2 separate regions of the Sus scrofa genome follow, and region 2 is linked to region 1. A link is a contact called in public Hi-C data. All regions are on one chromosome and are shown on one strand. The core of a region is the stretch at or near the end of the contact, and the rest is flanking DNA. Distances in the headings are between cores, read along the strand shown. Region 1 holds the start of BOC (brother of CDO). Region 2 holds the start of NEPRO (nucleolus and neural progenitor protein).

What was found. A called contact is a pair of places that touch in the nucleus more often than the background predicts.
Region 2: a contact with region 1 is called in a Hi-C map of retroperitoneal adipose tissue, with 1.8 times the contacts expected there. The contact joins the promoter of NEPRO here to the promoter of BOC in region 1. A contact is called at or near these places in 1 of 5 promoter capture datasets (fetal skeletal muscle), 5 of 47 Hi-C or Micro-C datasets (embryonic fibroblasts, epiblast stem cells, fetal skeletal muscle and 2 more) and 1 of 2 datasets of contacts at active chromatin or transcription factors (skeletal muscle).

Annotation. Positions count from the first base shown.
Region 1 is chr13:146,700,237-146,707,174 of Sscrofa11.1, reverse strand. BOC (brother of CDO) reads left to right here and starts at 4,010. Exons shown (of 21, transcript XR_002337900.1): 1 at 4,010-4,473.
Region 2 is chr13:146,899,580-146,907,005 of Sscrofa11.1, reverse strand. NEPRO (nucleolus and neural progenitor protein) reads right to left here and starts at 4,996. Exons shown (of 9, transcript XM_003132674.4): 1 at 4,788-4,996; 2 at 2,827-2,981; 3 at 1,042-1,121; 4 at 532-663. The coding sequence starts at 4,890. The region is part of intron 5 of GTPBP8 (GTP-binding protein 8); the gene reads left to right.

The DNA of each region.
Region 1 (6,938 bases), core at 2,761-5,260:
AGATAATCAAACCTACAGGAAAGGGTTGCCATAGGAATTCAAGATCAAATGTACACACAGAATCTAGCACAGAGGCTGTGAGAGGGAGGTACCCAATAAACATTAGCTTATTTCTCAGAGGATTGTTGGGAAGGTTAAGTAAGATTGTAAATATAATTGAGCTCACATAGTAAGCAATTATTGTTCCACTCTTCCCTCTTGTGCGTTGTCTCCACTATAGTGAATGTTTGGCAGTTGTTTTCTTTATCTGGTCTGTGCAGTCATCCAAAATGGATAATTCAATCAAGTCAGCCTTGTGTTTGATGATCTCATTGTTGTAGAGATTTGAGAGATGAAAATATATATTGAGCCATGAGAAGACAATTTTGCAATACCAGCCAAAAGTCTTTGAAATGTTCTGTTGTTCCAAACCTTCTACTCATACAAATTCACCTTTAGGAAATAATCAGAATTATAAATAAAGATTTATGACAAGATGTTTAGTCAACTGTGATGCATGATCATAATAAAAATAGAACTAATCTAAATATATGACAATAGGAGAATGGTTGAATAAATAACAGCCTCACTCTGAATAGTACACAGCTGTCTAAATTGAACTTTGGAGAAGATTTAATGACATGGGGAAAATAATCACATTCGAATGTTATATTTAAAAAGTAGGATCACAACTTATGTATACAATGAATACAGTGTTTGCAAAATATGAAAGTACCAGATGAATCACTGAAGAAACTGACTCCTATGTTGCCAAATGCATAAGGGAAAAAAAGAATAAAATATTGAATTAAGGTATTGATTTATGCTGCCCTTTTAAACATCTTCCATTTCTGTTTGGTTAGACTCATATACGCACTGAAGACAGAATATTTATTTAAATTAATGAGGAAGAAAAATAAAAAAAGAATGACTAGAAAAAATACTTAACTCTGTTAACAGTGACACACACACACACACACACACACACACCCCGGGGTAATTTTCCCCTTCTTTGTGCTTTTCTCTATTTTCTAAATTTTCTTCAATGAGCATATTTTATAATCAGGAAAACAGTTTTATAGTAAAAGAGAGGGAGAATTATCATATCCTATTTCTCTTTGCATCTTAGTAATTTTCTCAGCATGATCCTTTCCAGATATCCTTCACCACCAAGGAGCTGCCCTGTGCATGGGGTACAGCTGGAGTACCTACAGCACGCTGAGAGGGGAGCATCCTTTCTTCCCGTCACTCACTGGGATTCCTTCCAATTCACTCTGCACAGTCTTAGTGATGGGGTGACTTATGTAGAACTACAGTCCCCCCGGCCCACCCCCCACATAATAAATGTGAGGATCACTTCCATACTAAATGCTTCCTTCTTGACAGCAGCCCAGATAGCCCACAAGAAAGCAAGCTGCCAGAGGGAAGTCACCATGAACAGAGTGGAGAGCAGCAGAAAGCCCTTTTTGAAAGCCCAGACTCTGTTTTGAGATGGGGGCTGGGGGAAGAGTGGAGTAGGGAGGGTAGGTATAGGGAAACTGAAAGAGAGAGGAGGGGAGAATTAGTCAAGGAACTTGCTCCAGGCAAAGGGGGAGAGTTCAGAGATGCAGTGTTCTTACAGGAGTAATAATAATAAACACAATTATGTTAATACAAAGAGCCATAAAAACAACAAACACATGTGAGGTGCCAACATATGCTTGGTGCTGCTGCAGAATTAAGCCCTCTCAGCTGTGATCTGCATTCTGTCTGAACTTCATGGGAAAGATGAGCAGCCACATGAACAGCCTGGAATGGAGGGAAGTACAAGGCCATGAGTCTTTCTCTTGGCTAAATAATGTTGGTAAGGACGTCAAGCTTCTTTGTTTTCTCTTGTGCTCTGACTCACCAGAGTTCAGGGGACACCCAAAGACCATAATGGAGAGAATTAAGAGTCCTAGGAGAAAGTTCTTGTAGGAAGACAAAGGGAAGGGGTAAGAGACATCTTGAGATGTTGATCAGTGAATAGCATATGAAAGAATATGGAAGAATCAATATGAGAATTTCATGTACCATGTCCTCATTGGAAACCCACATTGCCAGCGGGAGTGGCATTTAGACAGCTCTGCTTGGGGCTCTGGGGAGAAGGAATGTTTTCACTGCAGTGGAAGGCTGGCTGGCCCATTCCCTTGGTGAATTAAGATTTCTGTATGCACAGTGGACCCAAGGTCTTTTAGTCCTGAGTTATGCCTTAGAGGAGAACAATAAGAGGTGGAAGCTAACAGGATCATTAAGTGGAGAAATAAATAGGTCTTGGAGAATGATGGGGGAGAATGTTGGAAATTAAGCGAAGATAAGTAGGGAGGGAACTGGAGAATAAAGGAGAGGAAAGAATACAGGTGCATAGTTCAAAGAGGGAGTTCATACTCTTTTTTACCTTGTTGAAAATAGATCGTCCCCTTTATCCATTTTTTCCCGGGGACAGACCCAAGAATCCAGGCAAGTGGTGCTGAAAGTACCAGATAACTCAATAAAGAAACTTGACTCCAGAGTTCCTACTATCGTGGCTCAGTGGTTAATGAAAGGCTCAGATCCTGCGTGGCTGTGGCCGTGGTGTAGGCTGGCAGCTACAGCTCCAATTGGACGATTGGACCCCTAGCCTGCGAACCTCCATATGCCACGAATGGGGGCCTTAAAAAGAGTAAAAAAAAAAAGAAACTTGACTCATGCCTAAGTGTCCAAATGCATGGGGAAAAAAGGTACAATGTATTGATTAAAAGAAGTTTATGTTGCCCTTTTAAACATCTTTTGATTCAGGTTCAATTATAATTACTCAGTGTTAAAATATGAATTTTTAATAATGAGAAACTAAAAACAAAATTGAGGCCCAGTAAGGTCAGATGACTTTCTCACAGTCACACAGTGGCTTCCACAGCTCTCCTGCCACAGAGAAGGCAGCACCTTCGTCCCACTCCTCCTGGCCTGCCCAACCAACTTTCAGAGCAGCTTCCTTCCCGCTTTGGCACATACTCAAGGTTCACTTGAACAAATACCTGCCTTAACCCTTCTGGGTCTGGGTTTTTTCAGCTGCAATATAAAGCTATGGACTGAATGACCTTTCACAGTCTGTTTCATCCCTACAGATTAAGAGTGGGACCCAACTTGCCACCAACTCAGCACATGTTTGACTTGTCAATACCCTGGAAAAATGCTTTTTAAAATGTGGCCCTGGACCCACAGCATCCGCATCACCTGGGAACTTTCTATAAATGCAAGTTCTCGGGCCTACCCCAGACCCTGCCGAACCAGGGGGTTCGGATGCAGCCCAAGTTTGAGAACCACCGCTCTGAATGTTCTCTGCCCCACACTAAAGGGAGGAAACTAACTTTTCTCTGTGGCCGATACCCCTCCTTCGCCCTCCCCCCTCTCATCCTTTCCCTCACTCTTCCATCCGGGGATGATGAATGGAGGTCAGGGCAGGCCGCTGTCAACCGAGAACGCGGCAAACCCTCCCTCTTTAGCCCGCTTGGTGGGTCGCGGGAGGTGGCGATGGGGCTTCCCCTAGACCAGCTTCGTAGTAATTTTCTCGACAGCCGCTGCCCCATTGCGGGGCGGGAGTAGTGGTAGGGGCGCGTTTAGTAAGTTTACTTTTAATGATTTAGTTTGTTTGCAGAATGGAGACAAGAAGAGGGGATGTCAGGAAAATACTTGGAGAAATAGACTGAACGAGAGGAGGGAAGGCTACTGTAGGAGAATAAGGGTCCGAGGTGAAGCTAAAGAGAAAATGGGGGTTTGGGGGAGCTCCTGGGTGTGAGAGAAAGGCAGAAGACTTTGCTTTTGGAATGGGAAAGAAAGCGAAGTGGGGGGACACCGTGGTACTAAGGCGCAACAGAAAGAAAATGAGTGTTAGGGGAAAAACTGAGTTTGGGGGGACTTTTTTTTTCCAGCTTCCTTTCCAAGACTTTTTCTTTGCTGCACTTTGCTCCTCCCCCTCCTCCCCGCCTCCTCTGCGCCCCCCCCCCCCCCGGGCGCGCGGTAATGGGAGGCTCCTAGGCAGGAGAAGCAAAAGAAGGAATTGTTTGCGAGTTCAGTCATCCAAAAAAGCTTCTTCCATATGGAGGGACCGGGTGCGCAGGGCGCTGCGTCCCCTGCCTTGTCCTCCTGCTGCCGCCTCTGCGGCCCCCGCTTCCTGCCGCGGGGACCCTGAGCCCTGGCCGGCCGGTGTCAGCTGCCGCGCGCGCACACCCACACACGCACACGCACACACACACTTACATACACACACACTCCCGCCGCAGCTACACGCGCCCGCAAGCGTCCGCCCTCCCGGCCGGCAACTTCTGGTTCTGGGGCTCCTTTGTTGTTCCCGCTGCGGCCACTCCCGTTTTGTGTGTCCCTGGGTGTCACTGTGCGGGTTGTGTGTCCGTGGGCGCGGGGCTCAGTGGCGCTCTTCTGCGCCCACCCCGCTAGCCCCGGGGCCTGGCTCGTCCTTCCCAGGAGCCGGCTGCACCAGAGGTGAGTCACGTCGCTGAAGTTTGTTTTCTTTTCATAAAAAGTTGTGTTTATTTGTTGGTTTGGGGAGGAGAGGGGGCGGGAGGCTGCCGCAGGCCGGGCGATGCCGAGGAAGTGCTGAAGAGTGGCTGAAGCGGGTCCGAGCGCCGGTTGCGGGAGCGGGTCCGAGCGCTCGGCCCGCAGGCTCCGTGGGGGACCCTGCGCCAGGCGGGCGGTGAGATGCCGGGCTACCGCCACCCGGCGCGGGGGCGCCGCATCCCTTTCCCTGCGGGTGCGGTCCGGCCGGTCTTTCCCGGAAGCTTCCTGGGTGGAAGAAGGGCCGGGACAGCCTCCCAAACGTCCCTAAAGGTTGACACTGGTCTCCGGCTCTGAGCGCAGGGCGGTGGGGAGAAGCCCACATGGGCAAATACACAGAACCACCGCACCCCCATTTGGCTTCCAAAGATGTGAGGGTTTATCGTCTTGGCGTTAAAAACAAACACAGACTAATATGAGGGACTTAACGGGCTGGAAGTGAAACTACACCAGATCAACCCTCCGCCCCAGGGGTGGAAGAGGCTAGGCTGAAGTGGTGATGTCCAGAGGTGTCTGTGGGTTTGGGGCAGCTGTGAGAGGAAGAGTGTGTGTGTTCGCCTTCGCGTGCCAACGTCTTGCTTTTGTTGTGCTTTGGAGGGGGGGTGTTGTTTGTAACTGTGAAGTGGGAATGATCATTTGGAACAAGTGCGGGGGGGGGGGGGAGAGCAAGGAACCCAGGAAGAATTTTCTGCTGGATTTTTGAAGATCCTGCTTAACTTTCAGGTTGCCTCTTGTTAGTCTGCTCTTGCAGATGATAAGAAAATTTTGAGGAGTAGGGGAGCAGGCTGACCTGGAGGAGTTTAAGGAGCCCTGGGGGTCTGTTTGCTTAGTTTTGTTTTGGGGATGGGGTTGCAGTGGCAGGATTACTTGAAAGGTCATTGTGTGTTTCCAGAGATGTGGCAGGAAAGCTAAGAATACCCAAACCGCACACCAGGGATCCTAAACAGGCACTTTCTGGGTGTGGTGGGGTGTTCTGCCACTCCCCCATCCCTTCTCAGCAAATTCAAGTGGGTTCGAATAAGTTTCTGACCCAGAGTTACCTCTTTGAGTAGACTGAGTGAAAAGTGTATTTGGGTTTCAGGTCCTTGTGCCACCCTCAAGTGCCCTGTACCCAGCTCACATTTGCCACCTAGACCTTTGTTACCTAGAACTTTGCAAACTTTGGCCATTGAATGAATGAAATTTTCAAAATTCTTGAACACAAACATTTCAAACTTATTCCACAATTGGGCCCTAAGCAGCCAGCCCAGCCCTGTGCTGATTTTTTATCCCTTTGGTTACAGCCAGTAACTCAGTCTCCATTTTCTCAAGGGCAGCATGACAGTATGAAAACAGTCTCTTCAAACTGAGGTGGGGGCTGAGGGACCTGTTTTCAGTTTACAGTGAATCTGAGGCAAGAGTTTGGCCATTTTGAAGTGTGTAACAGGTTTCCCAGGAAGGTTTCTGAGGTCTTATAATTGGTACTTTTTAATGGTTTCATAATTGAAACCCAGAGGTTTCCCGTGGTAATCTTGAAGCACCTTGGGGTCAGTGGGACAGAGGCAGGGTGGAAACAGCAGTGGAGTTATGATTTTTCCTGCAGGATGAGTTTTTGAAGCAAGTGTATAAAAAATGAAAGAATAAAGAGTTATTGCTTTGCTGACATTGCCTGCCTCTGCTGATTATTGTTCCGAGTGTGGCCCTTCAGGAGGCCAGAGGCTGTCTACACCTATGAAATCTGAGGACTGAGATGTCTGACATGCTCCTTTTCATCCTCTGTCAAGAGATCTCACAAGAGTAACAGTGCAAGAGACATTTTCTCAGGAGAAATTACCCAAGCCACAGCTTTGACTTTACTGGGGAGAGGAGGTTGATAGAGGTCAGGATGGTTGGTTCCTTGACCACAACTGGGTATGGGGAGGGAGTGGGGGAGGGGCGGCAGCGAGAGAACCCTGCTTTGCATTGAATGTTTGGCTACCTTGTGATAAAAGGGTGGTTTATGTTCTTTTCTATCCTCCAAAAGGGTCCAGTGACTTTCCTTTCTTTGAAATCCTCTTTGAAATGTTTGGGCTCCTAGCTCTCTTCAGCAACTTATCTATGGTTTCCATACCCTGAGAAGGAGTGGGGGATTTTACTCATGAAATAATTCAGTTAACTTCCCCAGGGATGCCCAGGCTATAAACAAGGATGGTGAGAAGTGAATCCGATGGTCACAATATTCCTAGTGGTCCAGGTTCAGATTTCGACAAAGTCACTGTGGGTAATGAATAAGGGTTTTGCTCTCTGTATCTTTTTTTTTTTTTTTTTTTCCTTTTTAGAGCCACACCCATGACATCAGAGTTCCAGGCTAGGGGCTGAATCAGAACTGCAGCTGCTAGCTTACACCACAGCCACAGCAATGCTGGATCCTTAAC
Region 2 (7,426 bases), core at 3,747-6,246, 200 kb before region 1:
TAAATTTAGTTTCTAAGATTAAGAATTTCTGTCAGAGTTCCCCTTGTGGCTCAGTGGTAGTGAATCTGACCAGTATCCATGAGGACACAGGTTTGATCCCTGGCCTCACTCAGCAGGTTAAGGATCCAGTGTTGTCATGAGCTGTGGTATAGGTCACAGACATGGCTCAGATCCTGCATTGCTGTGGCTGTGGTGTAAGGCTGGCAGCTGTAGCTCCGATTAGACCTCTAGCCTGGGAACTTTCATATGCTGCAGGTTCGGCCATAAAAAAGCAAAACAAAAACCATACACACACATACACAAAACAAATTTCTGTCAGTGCCCTTAGGATAACACATACCAGGCAGAGACAGAAGTCTCTGGCAATGGCTATATCAGGCAGTTCCCAGGAAAAGAGGCCAAAAAGCAAACTTTTAATAATTCTCTTAAGTAATAACTCCTATAAACTCCCTAGCTTTCAAACAGCTATACTGCTAAATATAGCCAAACAATCCCAAGTCAGAAGAAGGTATTTCATTGACTGAAGGATACAGAAATGTCCTGCAGCAGCAGTCCAACAAGCGCAGTAGCAACTTGCAGCCTCCCAAAATCTTCATCAACACCATTTCTACCACTGGTTGGCTGGGGATGACGCAAGCTTTGGAATTTACAGGCTGATTTTCACTTGACAGAAATAAAAAAGTACATTACTTTCCTTCTTAAATGTAAACCACTTACATAGCAATTTTCAAGTGCAGACTTACTTTAAGTTCAATTTGAGGTAGTTATGCTTAATAATGACCCACTGAAGTTGACTGACACTTAATATTTCAGTATAATCCATCATGACCCAGATTTCAGTGTCACACCATTCCCTCCCAAAGGCCAACAGAGGGAGATTACCACAAACACCAGGGACCCTTTATTAGAACAAAATTTGTACATCTGAGATAAAATTATTTATATTCTAACAACAAGTGGAAAAAAGTAAGCAAAGTCACAGCAAGACACTGAATTCCCAGCCCATCACAAAGCCTACTGCAAAGAGACTGGACCACTTACTTAGAAGAAAACAACTCAGAGAGATCTTGAATTGAACCTTCCAAATCCATGTTTTTCAGGCGTTTTAAACACTGTTCAACCTGAAAGGGGAAGAGCGGTTCAAATTCATATGTATATAATATACAGACAAAGCCACCAATGTGACCAGGAAAACAAAGAAATGCAAAATTTCAAAGTATGGAAATATACTGAATACCACACAATATCTTTTTTTAAGGGGGAAAAAAACCTGTAGCCCAAAGCAATTGCGTCTGCTTAAAAATTTGAAATTTATCCAGGTAAATACATTTATCAAATCAATTATCTCAGGTTATAACTAAGAATTTACTATATGCCAGGATGTGCTTGATGCTATAAAGGGAACCAAAGAAGATATAAGATTATATTCAAGATATAATTTTTCTGAAGCAACATAATTTCTAACAGTGAAACTATCAAAACGAGATAGTAAATTATTAAGTACTAAATTTCAGCAGTCTGTCAGAGCCACAGACATGAAGAAAATGTTGGAAGGATTGGGCGTTCTAAACAGACAGGACCAGGTGAGCAAAGGGAACAGAAGAGGGGACACATGGGGTGAGTAGGACTCACAAAGAGTTCAGATTGCCTGGAATATAAAATCTATGAAGATGAAGACCAGAGAGAAGCCTGAGCTAAGGAAAACTGAAAAGGCCAGATCATGGAGGATTTTGTAAGTTAAGCTAAGAGGTTTAGTTTTTATTCAGGAGACAATGGAGAACCATGAAAAATTAAAGATGTGTTTTAAGATGATTAAATAGAGGAAAGACCAGTCAGGATTGCAAGACAACTAAAAATTGACAAAGTCTGAAAAAAGAGATGGCAGCCAGAACTAAAAGGGACTAGATGCAGAGAAAGTTTTGACTGATCAGTGTGAGCAGGTGGGAGAATTACATAAAAGGAAGAAGAGAAACAGAACACCAAATTTTTCTGACTGGATAATTATTCACAACTTGGAAGCCAGGAGGAGAAATATGTACGTTTAATCTAACAAGTTTGGTTTCGGTGTTAAATTCTCAGAAGGAGATAAAAACTTCCATGAGAAAAGAAAACTTTGGGAAAGACTATGATCCCAAATCTTTCTTTGATGAAGAAATCTTGGAGTTCCCGTCATGGCTCAGTGGAAACGAATCTGACTAGCACCCATGAGGACACAGGTTCAATCTCTGGCCTCGATCAGTGGGTTAAGAATCCAGCTGTGAGCTGTGGTATAGGTTGCAGATGAGGCTCAGATCCCACGTTGCTATGGCTGTGGTGTAGGCCAGTGGCTACAGTTCTGATTCAACCCCTAGCCTGGGAACCTCCATATGCCCTGGGTGTAGCCCTAAAAAGACAAAAAAAAAAAAAAGAAATCGTCATCTTTTTTGCCTTAAGTAATGGAGTGAAAACCAAAGAGCATGAACCTGTAAGGTTCAATACAATGCCTGTATTTTTTGGCCCGTACACCCAGCATGAAGCACAGTGCCCAGCACATAGGAAGGCACAGTAATTTAAGATTGTATGTAATGAAGAAAATTTTTCCTAAAATTACCTATCTACTAGAAAAAAGACTGGGAAAGAATCAAACATAATTCCTTTCTAAATAAACTTTTTAAAAATGCTTTCAGAAAAAAAAGAGAACGCCCACATGCAACTGTGGGCTGAAGACCTATAAATCACAAGTAATTTACTGTGATTTCCATAAACAACAAAATATTAAGTGGCAGAGTGATGTCCATCTTCATCAAGTAAACATGTTGAGTCTTAAATACAGGACTTCCCCCTTACCTGTTTGAGGGCCAAATGGGGTTTGTGGCGGCCCATTCTGTTGTGATTGCTGTAAAGGAATGCGCATAACACATCCGTTTCTGCATCTAAGGTTTGGCTCTTCAGTGACAGTATAACAAGAGAGCATTCTTTAATTACAGCTGCAATGCAAAGGTCTAAAGCAGAGATGTTTAGTTAGACTTAATATGCATTTCTACATTTTAAGTATAGCATATAAAATGTACATTGAAAGAAGCATCTTCCCTTATTTAATAAATCAAGAACAAATTAATGTCATCATTACTGTCATCATTAATTTGTTCCTGTAGGAACAAAATGATTTCAAGTATGTGAGAAGTCACATAGGAAGGAAGGAAAATGGTGCCAGATGATATCAAGTCCAAGAAGTCACTGAGAGAACATGTGTTAAACTAGTATACTTAACACCTTAAGTACCCTGAGGTGGGAAACATGTTGTGTACTTCTCTAAACGGATAAATTAATTCTCTTAAAAATCAAAGGCACTGTATTTGGGTACTGCTTTACAAATATATTCAGAAAAGAGAAACCACTGTTAACAACTGGAAATTATGTAATTTATGTGACTGAACACATGGTACTTAGTAGAATGAGATGATAGCTTTTTGGTCCGAAAAGCTTTGAAGTAGAAGATGGAGTTAATGTGTTGTCTGTGGCTCTCAGGGTAGTACTAGCCTCCTAAGTGGAAGTAACACAGAGGCAGATTTCTATAGAACATAGAGAAGTTTCTTAACCGTCCCAGCTATTTGAGGCCAGAAAGGGGTGCCTTTGGGATAAAGAGAGAGCTGGTGAATTTCCAGGCCTAATAGGAATCATGTTAAGGAATTTTTGAATAGAGGATGGGGGAAGGTTTCTTGTAAACTGAGCAGGATGGATGGATAGGGCTGGGGATGTGATGATTAGGTAAGTTACAGGTATTAAATATTATTAATAACAGCTATCATTTGAGTATTTATTCACTGTATCAGGCACTGTTCCAAATACTTTACTCTTCCATCAAAACAGTTCTATAGGAATTCCCATTGTGGCGCAGCTGAAAGGAATCCGACTAGTATACATGAGGATGCGGTTCAATTCCTGGCCTGGCTTAGTGGCTCAGGGATCCGGCATTGGCATGCGCTGTGGTGTAGGTCTCAGATGTGGATCGGATCCCCCATTGCTGTGGCTGTGGTGTAGGCTGGTAGCTGTAACTCTGATTCCACCCCTGGCCTGGGAACTTACATATGCTGGGTGTGGCCTTAAAAAGCAAAAAACAAACAAAACCCCCAAAAAACCAAACAGCTCTGTAAGGCAAATACTGTTTTACCCTCATTTGGAAATGAGCTGAGACCCAGAAATGTGAAATAAGGACACTCCCATCCCTCACCCTAGCTCCAGCAGAGGAAGAGCCAGGTTTTAAACCCAGACCAAGCTCCTGCTGCTTGATAACGGCAATGCCACCATACACTGATATTTCACTTCAGAGCATACTCACCTAAATGACATCATTATATCCTCCCAACAACCCAGTGATGGGCAGGGAAGACTAACCCTATTTTACAGAAAAGAAAGGGGGATCTAGGAAGAGTGCGATTTAAGTGCAGAGTGCTTGAGTGACCCGCCGCTCCTCGGTGGAAGAGGTCGGGAAAGACTGTGGAGTAACCACGGCTCTTGGTGGCCTGCGTCAACAGAGGGTTCCCAGGCAGCACTTTTCCCTGATGCTAGCTGCGTTCGCCCCTCTCTGCCTTTTCGGCGCCCCATGGAAGCCCTGCGGTCGGCACGGTGGGTCCAGAGAACAGCAAAGCCAGAGGTCCCCACAAACGCCCGACCCCAGATGCCGCACACCGCCGTCATACCCAGCGTCCCGCGGAGTCCGGAAGTCCCGCCCCTCGCGCACGTGCGCCGGCAGCGGCCAGACGCCTCCTGCGGAAAAGCCTGCGCCCCTTATGGGGCGCCTCACTCACCCAGCGGTGTGTCAGGGTTCTGCACGATTACTGTACTGCGGCTGCCGGCTTTGGGGATCCTCACGCGGTTCCACAGTTCCGGGCTCGGCGGCAGCGCAGCCATCTTGAGAGACAGAGGAGGACCTGGAAAAGGCGGAGCTGGGCGAGACAAAATGAAACGACGAAGCAGGAGACGTCCGGGGCAGGCGGGGGAGGGGAGGTTGAGGAAGAGGGAGAGGGGGCGGGGCCTGGGGGCGGGGCGGGGCCTGGGGGCGGGGCGGGGGAGGGTCCTTTACGGAATCAAATGCGGTGTACCTGAACGACCCAGAAGTCATTCAGGCGCTGGTCAGGTACCAGAATATTTGGGAGATTTGCAGATGAGGGGGTGAGGCGGAGCCCCATCCATGTACTACTCAATCAAAATCTCTGAATAAGGCGAGGAATCTGCATTGTGTGTATGCTTCTCCAAGGGATTCTGAGGCGCAATCAATTTTGGAACTATTTCAAAGCATTTCACAAATGTGCAGAGTGAAGCTCACAGTTTAGTTGGTGCATACACCTCTATCTCCACCCCAGACATTAGGGGGAAAGGAAGAAGGGAAATAAGGAGGCAGAGTTTACATTTGTAACATAAGTGATTTACTTTGAGTTAGTCAAGGACAGCTCTACCTTGAGCGGCAACAAAACCACGATCACATCACAGAAATTGGAGGCCTCTGACTCTATCAACCCCATCTTCTGTCAGCGTCCAGAACAAGTTGATATCCCAAGCAGTGCTGACCCCCACCTCTCTAGTATCTAATAGTTCATTTATTTTCAGCCACCCTGATGCTACTTTACTAAAGGCCCCCACTGCAGTGCTAAATTACTAGCTCCTCCAAACCTTAGTATCCGTATAGATAAAATGATGATGATAATACAGAATGATAAAGTACTCAGAGCTGAAAAGTGTTTTGGAATGGTGCCTGGCATACAAACAGTACTCTTAGCAGAATTAATATTGTTAATATTTTTTTACTGTTTAATGCAAATAGACTTGTCATAACACTTTCCATGCTCTCTGTTTATACCTTTATACATATTAATTTCTCTACCTGGACCATTTCCCTTAAACACAATCTCCCCCAGCTCTGAGTAATTCTTCCTGAACATCCCTTTCCCACTCTACAACTTGATGTAGAGACCCCTTTATGTACTACCTTAATGCCCTGTGTTGGCTTCTGTATTAGCTTCCTGTTGCTGCCATATAGTCACTTACAGTTATATTACATTTCTGGAACTTAGAAGTCCAAAACTGATCTCACTGGTTCAAGGTTGGAAGCGCTAGTGGAAAATTCATTTTCTTGCTTTTTGCAGCTTTTAGAGGCCACATGTTCATGTTCCTTGGTTCATGTCTCCATCCTCCATTTTCAACGTCAGTAGCAGAGCATTTTCCAGTCTCTTTGCACCTTCTTTTTCTCTCTCATCCTCCTGCCTGCCTCCATCTTAAAAGGACCCTGGTGATTATTTTGAGCCCACCAAAATAACCCAGGATGATTTCCTCATTTCAGAATCTTTAACTTAATCACATCTACAAAATTTGTTTTGTAATGTAAAGTAGCATATTCATAGATTTGGAGGATTAGGATTTGGACATCTTAGAAGGGGGCATTATTCAGCCTACCACAAACTCTCACAGAATTTACCTCACTGTACTATATTAATTTGTATATTTGTATGCCTCTTTCTTCAGTGGTATGTGGGCTTAATGTAAATATTGTAAATAATGTAGGTTATTGATCTCTATATAACAATGCTCAGCTCAGAGCCTGACATGTAGTAGGACCTCAATTAATTTTTGACAGCTTTATTGAGGTAAAATTGGTATGCCAAGAACTGCACATACTTAGTGTGTACAATTTCACTAGTTTGTCAGTATTTAATGGCTTAAGTAAGAGACTAGGTATTCTTGAATAATGCTTTTGATGAACAAGTAGGAATTTCCCAAGCAGATAAGAGAAGAAGACATTCCTGACAGAAAGATGGTAAACAACGTGGGTTGAAGAATCAGTCATCCTGGATGCATCAGTATTGCTGGAGCATGATGTGTTTTGAGGGATAAAGCTGGGAGTAATGGTGTCAGGGACAGAATGTGGATTTACCTTGAAGGCTGGTGGCTCTCAATCCTGGCTGATCATAATAACCTGGCTAGTCTTTTAAAAGAGAAAAACTTCAGGCTTCACTTTAGAAATTCTTATTCATTAGGTCTGAGTAGAGTTCTAATCTGTGTTTTTAAATGCTCCTTGTGATAGTGGCCTATATTAGGAATCCCTTATTGCAGGTGACAGAGAAGTCATTGAGTCTTAGGCTGGGCATTTGTGGTCACCTTGCATCAGAGGACAAGCACTCTGGAGAACAGATTTGAAGGAGATAAGCCTGGAGAAAGGGAGGTAAGGGGATCTATTAAAAGCTGAGGCAAGAGGGAATGAAGGCCTGAATTCAAACCCTGGCACTGAAGATGGACACTGACTTATTTAGATGTCTAGTATTTAGGTATATAAATGTCTAGTATGACTTTCAGACTTTTGCCTTGAGTTTGAGATGTCACATCCAAAAGAAGAACAAATTTAAGTAGTTGGCAGGAATAGAGAGAGAACTTTGACATTCTGAGTTTGAGATTG